Regions from separate parts of the Hordeum vulgare genome. Here region 1 is linked to region 2. A link is a contact called in public Hi-C data. All regions are on one chromosome and are shown on one strand. The core of a region is the stretch at or near the end of the contact, and the rest is flanking DNA. Distances in the headings are between cores, read along the strand shown. Region 1 holds the start of LOC123449030 (E3 ubiquitin-protein ligase SDIR1). Region 2 holds the start of LOC123449031 (E3 ubiquitin-protein ligase RDUF2-like).

Region 1 (5,211 bases), core at 1,602-4,101, 490 kb after region 2:
TTGATTGTTCCATGCTATTATATTATCTGTTTTGGATGTTTTATATGCATTTATATGTTGTTTTGTATTATTTTGGGACTAACCTATTAATCTAGAGCCTAGTGCCAGTTTCTGTTTTTTCCACGTTTTTGAATGTTGCAGATAAGGAATATTAAACGGAGTCCAAACAGAACAATATCTCCGGAAAGATTTTTCTTGGACCAAAAGACACCCAGGAGACTTGGAGTAGGGGGCAGGACATCTGTCGGGAGGCCACAAGCCTGCATGGTGCGCCCTGGGGGGGGGGGGGTGGCCGCGCCCCTTGGCTTGTGCCCCCTGCAGGTCTCCTAACCCTATTATTTGGCCTATAAATTCTGAAATATTCCCGTATCGCCAAAAAGAGCCACGGAAATACTTATACGCCGTCGGGAGCCTCTGTTCCCGAGAGATCCAATCTGAGAGCCTTTTCCGGTAATCTGTCGGAGAGGGAATTGATCACGGATGGCATCTACATCAACTCCATTGCCCCTCCGATGATATGTGAGTAGTTCACCACAGACCTACGAATCAATAGCTAGTAGCTAGATGGCTTCTTCTCTCTCTTTGATCTTCAATACCATGTTCTTCATCTTCATGGAGATCTATCCGATGTAATACTCTTTTGCGGTGTGTTTGTCGAGATCCGATGAATTGTGAATTTATGTTCAGATTATCTATGAATATTATTTGAGTCTCTTCTGAATTCTTATATGCATGATTTCATATCTTTGCAAGTCTCTTCGAATTATTGGTTTGGTTTGGCCAACTAGATTGGTAATTCTTGCAATGGGAGAAGTGCTTCAAGAACGCTTTGCCTATTATAAGAAATTGTTTTGGCATATCCTTTGCCACAAAAGGATTGGGCTACCGTGTTGGACCTGTTGTTACTATTGCTACTTGTCATTTTTTACACTTATCTTGCTATCAAACAACTCGTTTCCGCTATTTCAGTGCTTGTAGAAATTACCTTGCTGAAAACTAATTGTCATTTCCTTCCGCTCCTCGTTGCGTTCGACACTCTTACTTATCGAAAGGACTACGATTGACCCCCTATACTTGTGGGCCATCATGCTTAAAGATAAAACTTTAATGCTCTAAGAAAAGCTTTCACCCCCGCCCACTATATGTACCTACACTTCCATACTTCGGAGCTTCCAAGCTCTTCTAATCGAAATCACCATGAAGTTCATCTAGATGTATCCGTTGCAAACTCTACAACTTCAGAGCTGCCAACTACTCCAATCGGAACCACCAGGGCTTCTCGCAAACTTTCTATTGCCCTCTCAGAATTTCTGAAGCTCTTTGCTCAAAATTTCTGAAATGGTAATAGAGTGTGCTACTACTGCAACAGTACACTCGAAGGATCTGAATGGCATCGATTGAACCATCTGAGTTGTTTGAAAGTTGGCATCTTTAGCTTTGTTCCGTGATTCCGAGGAGATCACTTGGAGCATCTGAGCTATGTTAAAGTGTGTGTAATAGTCGGATTTCTAGTCCTACCTACATATGCTCCCACTTATCATATTAGTTCACTAATCTTGAGGAAGTTTGAGTGTGGATGTGATTATCTTTTGAAGCACATTAGAACAAGATTCATCACTGATCAACTTCAATCTTATTACTATTGGAGAGTGTGTGCCTCCTAGATAAGCTAGGTGCTTGGGAGTTTTCAAGTTTTTGAAGAATCAAAGATGACCGTAAGCGCTTGGAGATCGTCTAGTGTGAAGGTCTACCACGAATGAGACTAGTCCTTCATGGACGTACACCATGGTGGTATAGGTTGGTTGCTCCTTCATGAACCATTAGTGGGTGATTGGCACTCGCGTACTAGTTCCTTCCTAGAACTTGTGATCTTGATCCTTGTGATCTTAGATCCTTCGTGGACCGTAGTCTCCTTCAACGAAGATTAAGATAGCATTGACTATCTGAACCACGGGAAAATTCTTCGTCGAGCCACCCCATATTTGCATTCCTCTAACTACATTATTATTTCTATTCTTTCAAGTCTTCACTTCCCAGTACATATGCTCTTGTAGACTTGCATATGCGCGTGGGAGGAGCGGATAGAATGCCATATGAAAGTTTAAAATTGGAAGGGAAGCTAAAAATAGGAAACAATCCACTTTATTTCTTATAGTCTATTCAACCCTCTTCTAGATTTAATCAATTGATTGTACACAAGGGAGCCACCCGCTTGCGCTTTCCTTATCTGCACGGGGTAGCTCGCTATCTCGTTTGTGTCTACGGATTCCTCGATGCTTGCATTTGAGCTTATCTTGAGGAGCGTGAGCCATGACGATGCGTTGTCGGAGACATCCAACACGACAGTAGTGTATCTCGATAACGATGGTTGAGGTAGATAGTGTCAGAAATAGGAAGGGGACAACAAGCACACGCCGACGTCAAAACCGCCATGGCTATGGTGACTTGTCAACGTCCAACCGTGGTGCCGATGGAGACTTGCCGACGACGAAAGGATGGTGTGAAGGGAGAGTTGGAGAGAAAATATCCTCGACCAAGTACCGGAAGTTTTGTACTCCCTCCGATTTAAATTAATTTACCCAAATTTAGTACTCGAGTAACGTGCTTCAAATCCCCCGCCACCCCTCCCGCCTCCATGAAGCTTCCTACACATGAATAATTTGTTATAGATGATTTTTTTTGTTCGCGCTCCATACGTAAAAAAAAACAGTTTTGAATTATTTTGATGATTCGGCTAGAATTGCTCCAAGATCATACGGTCATCATCATGTGGACGGTCTAAGATGAGGCCACGCACCTTCCACCACCACGACCCACACGATCTGAAACCGCCAAAAATAAAAAACGCCTTTTTCGCTCTCGAGCTCTTCTTCTCTACTGCTCTCCCCCTTTTCCCCATTCCCCGCCGCTACCCTCGTTCGCGCGAGCAAACGCCGGCTCAACAGGCCTCTCCGATCAGGTACGTGCCCTCCTGGAAATCCCGCTCCTCTCGCCGAATTTTTCCCTGCTTCTCCCGATTGGGCCCTGAATTCGCGCACCTGCCCGACGAAGCTTCCGGAAGCTTCAGGGTCATCCGGGCGTTTTCCGCGTTGGGACCGCCGGGATTCCAGAAATTGCAGTTTCGGTTGGGGCGTCGCTTTCCGCCGCTTGTTCGATTTACATTCTCGGTGTCCTCTTCGGTTTCAGTGGGCGCTGCTGCGTGGGCTAGTCAAAGTTTTTGTTGCCGCGAGGGGAAGGAAGGCGCTGCTTTGGAACCCATCTTACACCTGGTGGTGGTGGTGGTGGTGGTGGCCGGTGGACACCATGAGCTTTGTGTTCCGGGGCAGCAGGGCCGACATCGAGGCCGGTGGCTTCCCAGGGTTCGCCACGGAGCGCCGTGCCATGGTAAATTTCTGCTCTGCGCATTTCGGCTGAAATGATTCGGCATTTCAACGTAGAATAGATTTGCTGCTCTAAAATATCTGATCCATTCACTTGTGTGCTTGTGTACAGCGGATTCATGCCGGGGGGCGGCCGGTGAACAGCAATTCCTTAGCTTTTCTTGTAACTGGTAATGTGGGTGTGTTGTGTGTACAACCAGTTATCTGTAAGCTATTAACTATTAGTGTTTTTAGCTAACATATATGGTCGGCTGATTTCTCTTGGCCAGTTCTTGTTCTGTTCATGGTACTGAGCTCACACCAGATGTCTCCGAACTTTTTGGTTAGTTGTTCATGCACAATGTGGTTATTCATGTGTTATTATGCTTATGAAGCTTCATGGAGTAATTTAATAACTTTTGTCGGATTGCTCGGAACCGTTTCTTTTTGTAGCTTTGGATGGTCTTAGGTGTGTTCCTATTGGCCACCAGCCTTAGAATGTACGCTACATGCCAGCAGCTCCAAGCGCAGGCACAAGCTCATGCTGCAGACGCCAACGGCTTCCTTGGACGCACTGAGTTGCGGGTGCATGTCCCGCCAACCATAGCTCTTGCTTCGAGAGGCCGGTTGCAAAGCCTTAGACTCCAACTTGCTCTGCTTGACCGCGAGTTTGATGATTTAGGTACACTGATAAGTTTTGTCCGCTCTGCTTGCTGTTTTACTGTTTCGTGCAAACATAATACCATTGTTGGACATTTTGCTTGCAGATTATGATGCTCTCAGAGCGCTAGATACCGACAATAGCCCACATGCTCCTTCTATGACTGAAGAAGAAATAAATACTCTGCCTGTTTTCAGATACAAATTTCAGGCGCAACAGAGGAGCACCCCTTCTCGAAAAAGGCAAGATTATATATCTTTTTAAGGCGCATTATGGCCAAAGCAAACTGATTTTCAGTCCCTTCTTTCTTCAGAATGTAACTGACCAATTATAGCGCAGTTTGAGGCCCTCCTTCCGAGTTCCTCTAGGAAAAATGTAACCAACAAAGTATAATTGCCTGCTTGTACAGCGTGTAGCTAACTCCTTTTTTCTTTGACTCAGTAGTGATGGGCCATCTGAACCATTGGTTTCTTCTCCTGAATCCGGCAAGGAGGTAATAAATAAATATGTTCCTTTGATATTTCTTGTATAAATCCATTATACATCTATTTCCATTTTGGTACGACTAGACAACTAGCGGTGTAGCCTCAGCTTGACAGTTACACCCTTTGGAATATCATTATGGTCAGCCATTGTAGTGCCACAACAATCACACAGCTAGTGGTTGTGCTCTTTTTGCTTCAATTAAGCGTGTATCCGAGCACATGCATGGTCTGGACTGTGCCACCATGGTACGCAGTCCTTCTTGTTTTGAGTATTTCAATGTTTGCTTTTGCTGTACAGAAAAAGCAAGATGCAGATGCAACAAGCAAAATGACAGAGGATGAGTTGACGTGCAGTGTTTGCTTAGAGCAAGTTGTTGCGGGTGATCTATTGAGAAGCCTGCCATGCTTGCATCAGGTAATTATCATACTGATCATCTTGTGCAGTTGTTTTCTTCATTTTGACAGTAGAGGACTTGAAGTACTGTCATGATATGATAATGTGTAATACCTGGTAACTGCAGTACTGTGATAGAGTAACTTAGTTGACATAATGTTGGCCAATTTCCTATAAACATCCTAGTGTTTCATGCCAGTGCATTTTAGGCAGTTTATCCATGAGTACAATGAAGCAACGTACATGAAAGTTTTTTATTTCGAGGGAAATACTCGAGTTTATATTATGTTAAGAAAAACATTACACGGAGAC
Region 2 (5,655 bases), core at 3,071-5,570:
TTGCATCAAACACATGTGAGCCTCTGTCTTTTCTTTGGGACTAATTGCCTAATAACAGTAAGGTAGAAACATCAGAACATGTCAGGTCCTGCCGCCCCTGGGCAAATGATACATTTGTTCTTTGAGAATTCCGTTAGCATGGATATAAAATCAATCTGACATGTCATATAAGATGTTTTAACAATCTGATCTAGAAATCGGTGAACTAAAATAAAAAATGTATTATGAGGTCTATACTAATAAAGTAAAAAAGGGCAAAAGGATAAGCATAAAGCTACTAGTATTACCTATGGTTTTTCCATTTTGTTTCTGCCAATATTTATAGTTTTCTCTTTATAGTTTATGCAGGAGGCTTGATTATATAAATGATTTGTCTGAAGTTTTTCAATGACCACTCACGTTGCTTTCTGAGGGACAGTAGCATGGTAGGCTGGTAGCAACATAATGTGGTAGCAATGGATATGTTCTCTATAAGAACAGAAAAGTAATGTTACTTTGTCCTTTCACAATGGTCGTCAGTGTTGTATCCGTCTCTAGAATCCACTTTGTCCTTATAGTAATTCTTGATTCTTGATTGATGTTCTGAATTCCATTCTGCTGCGCTTTGAATTATGCATTCACTCACGGTGTTCCATTCGGTGTGAATGCAGATCATTCTCCGCCGGGCATGATTTTTGTGCCGTCATTCTGACGCTGCGGCGGCTCCTTTCTCGTGTTAGTTCAGTTCAAATGAGCCCCATTTCCTGTCAGTTATTCAGGCTGTGGGTCGTGAGTAAAAGTGTATGTACTGCAAACGAATGGTAAATTATATCTCTCGGTGAGTTGGCTCGTCATCTTAATTTGAATACGAATCCAATGATATGTTTTTGATGATGTAGACCAGACCACATTTTCGTCCTCTTTTCGAATCGCATGACATTTGTTCGTTAGTCAAAATGAGGACCTAAAAGCCAACGCCGACTCTATGAACCCGACCGGAGGGAGGAGTACATGCATCCTGAAACGCGGCACCTTTCTGCTGTCGAGCCCAACAGCAGCCTCTGTTCGTTGAATTTATACATGCCGCGTGATGATGTTTTTATAGTATATTTTTTAGGGAATGAAGATTTTTTTTAGATGTTCCGTACGTCGCTCGTGTGGCGACGCTGGATTGGCAGCGCCCTTTCCTTTGGCACGCGAACCCTGAAAGCGACAGCTAGGATGGAAGTTGCTTTCCCTTCTGGAAGCGCGGACGAACGGGAAGAAACTTGGCCCGTCCATTCTGAGACGCGCCGTACGATGCCGATGGCCCACGTGGCAAAAGGGTCCCAGTGAACGAACCCCCGCGGCTGGATCCTGCTGGTCCGCTGGATGTTCATGGGCGGTGGCGCATGTACTACATGTGTAGCCTCAGCGGAACCCGGAAAGGAAGCGGTTGCACAATCATGGATACATCATGGTGTGCATCATATGCGTGCATGTTGGACGTTGGGTTGAACAAATATATACTGTATTTTTCTTTCTTTCTGGACAAGGCATCTTGTTAGGTGATTTTGATGTACTGATATGTGAATTGCGGCCACTCTTCTAAGCCAACACATCACCCTCGGATTGGATAGGCACATGAACCGAGCCCATGTGTGTACATGTATGTAATGGGTATGTATACTGGTAGTGGGAGTTGAAAATTGGAATTCTTTTTTTATTGCTTGTGATAATAGTAGTTCTACATCAACAGCGATCATGGCCCCATGCATGACCGTGAGGTATGGGGATGAAGCTTCTTGTCAGCCCTCTCCTCTCCGGCAGCAGGCATGGAATAGTGTTTTCTGTTGATCATGACGTACATATATCATCTGAAGTTTCTTTGTTGGTTCTATGGATCTATTCTCACCCCCTTTCCTGACACGGACTTGGCACACCTGCACATGTCAAACCTCCCTCGTTTCTTGACACCTGGCCTGGTTGCGGCCACGCTGACCACAACCACTCGAAACATCTGCGGTTAAGTATGGTTATTAGAGCAAGTATAATAAGTTATCTGCGGTTAAGTATGGTTATTAGAGCAAGTATAATAAGTTACAGTCAGCAGGCTGTACAAATTAAAATATTATATTTTTGCTTAGGGCCTGTTTGTTTTAAAAGTCCCGGGACTTTTTTTAGTCCCAACTTAAAAGTCCCTAGTCCCTACCCGTTTGTTTTCAGAGACTAAACAGGGACTAGAGGTCATTAAATGACATGTAAAAAGACCATGTTACCCTTGACCTACCACGACCAGGGCCAGCCGAAGGAGGACCATGGACGGCATGTTCGTCAAGGAGAAGCTGCTGGTTGATGCGAGCGGAACGGAGAGGGGAGCTGCGTCTCGTCGTCTTCATCCATGGCGCCGGTGGTGGCGGCCGAGCGCACTGGCAGCGGCGGCGGCAGCGAGCGAGGGAACTGGCAGCGGCGGCGGTAGCGAGCCAGGGAACTGGCGGCGGCGGCGGCGGGCGAGGGAACTGGCGGCGACGGCGGGCGAGAGAACTGGCAGCGGCGGCGGCGGGCGAGGGAACTGGCGGTAGCGGCGGCGAGGGAACTGGCGGCGGCGGCGGGCGAGGGAACTGGCGGCGACGGCGGCGGGCGAGGGAACTGGCGGCAGCGGCGGCGAGGGAACTGGCGGCGGCGGCGGGCGAGGGAACTGGCGGCGGCGGCCGAGGTGGGAGACGCGAGCGGCTGGAGGAGACAAGCGAGTGGATAACGCGATGCGATGGGCAGGGTAGGAAAAAGTCCCAAAAAGTCCCTCTCACAGGTACTTCTCTAAATAGTCCCAAACACCCCACTTTAATCCCTAAAAGTCCCTCGTGTTTGTTTCATATGTGACTTTTTGGGACTTTTTTAGTCCCTACATCAAAAAGTTCCTGGAAACAAACACCCCCTTAGTTGGATGAGAGAGAAGAGGAGAGAGAAGGGAAACAGACTCTTCGTGAAGAGCCAGCTCTAGCACGTGCTCCTAGATGCTTTGTGAGAATGAAAGGTGAGCCATATATGATAAAATTAGTACTCTTTTATAACTAACTATTGTACAAGCCATCTATAAGATGGGCTATAAGATTGGTTATAGCCAGCAGTTGGTTATACTGTTAACCATGCTCTTATTACCACTCCGTTACTGCTTTTTTCCAGTGAGTGGTTAAGAAACTGAGGCGGTCATTACAGGAGCATGAGACCTTTGACCTCAGCGTCGACCCGGGAGGCCAGGAGCATCCACTACGTACAACCGATGGGCAGTTTCATCTTTTTCTCCTGCGATGCGATGAGAATCAAAAGCGAGCGGAAGTGGGGAGTTGTTGCTGCAATGGTGACCACGCGCAGAAAAGCACCGGGGCCGTGAATCGTCTCTGGTCCGGGAACACATGCCATGCGGCGAGACGAGCAACGGTGCGGTGGGCATACCAGAAGACAGGAAGAACGCATCGGAAAGGGGAATCGATAAAGGGAGCATGCGCTCGTTCCTCCCTTGAATTCTACGACGTGTACAAGACAAAGTCCTATTTCTCTATGTCTTAAAACTGAATTTGGTTTGATTCTTTGAGTGCCGCCACTAGTGCGTAGTACTTTTGTGCTGCCAAACCTACGAAGATCGGACAAAAATAACGTGTGGGCACGTCAACGAAAGAGTAGCATATGTACCGTGTAGCAGTATTTATAAATGAAAAGAAAAGGATCTTGGAGAGCGGCTAAATTGCTCCAAGCTCAACTGGTCTGTCTGTGAATAGTATGTGATGTAGTATTTAGATTTTTGTGATTTTTTATTTTTATTTTACTGTTCATCGAGATCAGATAAGCTCGGGTTCTAGAAATGGAATATTCGAGGACCTTGCTGTTTTTCACTTAAAAAAATAAAGTAATAATCAGAATGTTGTTTTTGTTACAAATTTTGTTTTTTGTTGCAACCGTTGAAAAAATTGCTGCATGACATTGAAATTTTGCTGCATAGAAAGGAAAATGTTGCATGCGAATCCAACGGTGCGGACGACGCGGGGTTGATGGATCCTGCGGCCCGCGCGCGGCCGGCCGAAAATCTTGACCGGCGCACCGACCCAAAAAAAAAAAAACAGAAGAGAATCGCCTCTCCGGGCGGGGGGCAGCGCCGAACGCTCTCCTCCCCCTTTGCTTTGTTGAGGCTTTGACTCCCCGCCCAGCTGACCGGTCAACGTAACGCATCCGCTTAACGCCGTGACACCACCCACTGGCGCTCGCGTGTCGCGGCAAGCCCGCGTGGCGTCGCCGTCACCAGCGACGTCACCGCCGCGAGAGAGTGCGCCGTCCCACATAAAAACGAAACCACCCACTCACCCACCACGCAATTCCCCTCTCCCCTCTCCCTCTCCAGGTCTCCTCCCCCGCTGCCTGCCCGAAACCCCCAATTCGAAAATCGATTTGGGGATTCCGGCGTCCCGAGCTCCCCAGATCCGCGCCATCGCTCGGCCGCCCGTCCGATCCGCGCCCGCGGCCGCCGTCGGAGCTGACCGTCCGGGGGATTTCTCGGAGGGGGCTCTTGCTAGACCGCTCCCGATGGCGTCGTCCCCTGTCTCCTACTGGTGCTACCACTGCAGCCGCTTCGTGCGGGTCTCCCCGGCCACCGTCGTCTGCCCCGACTGCGACGGCGGCTTCCTCGAGCAGTTCCCCCAGCCGCCGCCGCCGCGGGGCGGCGGCGGCAGCGGCCGGCGCGGGGCCATGAACCCGGTGATCGTGCTGCGGGGCGGCTCGCTCTCCGGCTTCGAGCTCTACTACGAGGACGGCTCCGGCGACGGGCTGCGGCCGCTGCCCGGCGACGTCTCGCACCTCCTCATGGGCTCCGGGTTCCACCGCCTGCTCGACCAGTTCTCCAGGCTCGAGGCGGCCGCGCCGCGCCCGCCGGCGTCCAAGGCCGCGGTCGAGTCGATGCCCTCCGTGACCGTCGCCGGGGGAGCCGGCGCCCACTGCGCGGTCTGCCAGGAGGCCTTCGAGCCCGGCGCCGCGGCTCGGGAGATGCCGTGCAAGCACGTCTACCACCAGGACTGCATCCTCCCCTGGCTCTCCCTCCGCAACTCCTGCCCCATCTGCCGCAGCGAGCTTCCGGCGGCGGCCGTGCCTGAGGCGGAGGCGGACGCCGGGCTCACCATCTGGCGACTCCCCCGCGGCGGATTTGCTGTTGGGAGGTTCGCCGGCGGGCCCAGAGAGCAACTGCCGGTTGTCTACACGGAGCTGGATGGGGGTTTCAGCAACGGCGTCGGGCCGAGGCGGGTGACATGGCCAGAAGGAGAAGGCCAGGTGGACGGCGGCGAAGGTCGGATTCGCCGTGTATTTAGGAACCTGTTTGGGTGCTTTGGCCGGGGCGGCCGGCCTGAGAGTTCCTCGCAGGCCCGTAGTGGCTGAGCAATGTTCTTCCTGGTAACTCACTTTCAATTGATGATAGTGGTGAATAAGTAGGAGTTAGTATAAGGAGGAGACCCAGGTGATGAATTCTTGGTTAGTTTGATGTAAATGAAGGGCTTGCATTCCCCCCCTTTTGTCTTGTTTTAAGAATTTAGAGTTGGCCACGAGCAAACAACTCAGAAATGAAATTTGATAGCAAATCAGGAAGAACAAGCCCAAGCCTTCAAGAATGCAATAGGAGTGAATTATGGGGGGAATCAATCACTGGCAATATTGTAG

Evidence for each region. Hi-C and Micro-C count contacts between places; a contact is called where the count stands out from the background.
Region 1: a contact with region 2 is called in a Hi-C map of seedling, with 4 times the contacts expected there. The contact joins the promoter of LOC123449030 here to the promoter of LOC123449031 in region 2. A contact is called at or near these places in 4 of 6 Hi-C or Micro-C datasets (leaf and seedling) and 1 of 1 datasets of contacts at active chromatin or transcription factors (embryo).

Annotation. Positions count from the first base shown.
Region 1 is chr4H:478,322,480-478,327,690 of MorexV3_pseudomolecules_assembly, reverse strand. LOC123449030 (E3 ubiquitin-protein ligase SDIR1) reads left to right here and starts at 2,851. Exons shown (of 9, transcript XM_045126094.1): 1 at 2,851-2,959; 2 at 3,187-3,384; 3 at 3,493-3,550; 4 at 3,650-3,702; 5 at 3,813-4,041; 6 at 4,127-4,262; 7 at 4,465-4,513; 8 at 4,804-4,920. The coding sequence starts at 3,304.
Region 2 is chr4H:478,811,963-478,817,617 of MorexV3_pseudomolecules_assembly, reverse strand. LOC123449031 (E3 ubiquitin-protein ligase RDUF2-like) reads left to right here and starts at 4,320. Exons shown (of 1, transcript XM_045126096.1): 1 at 4,320-5,655. The coding sequence starts at 4,534. The coding sequence ends at 5,376.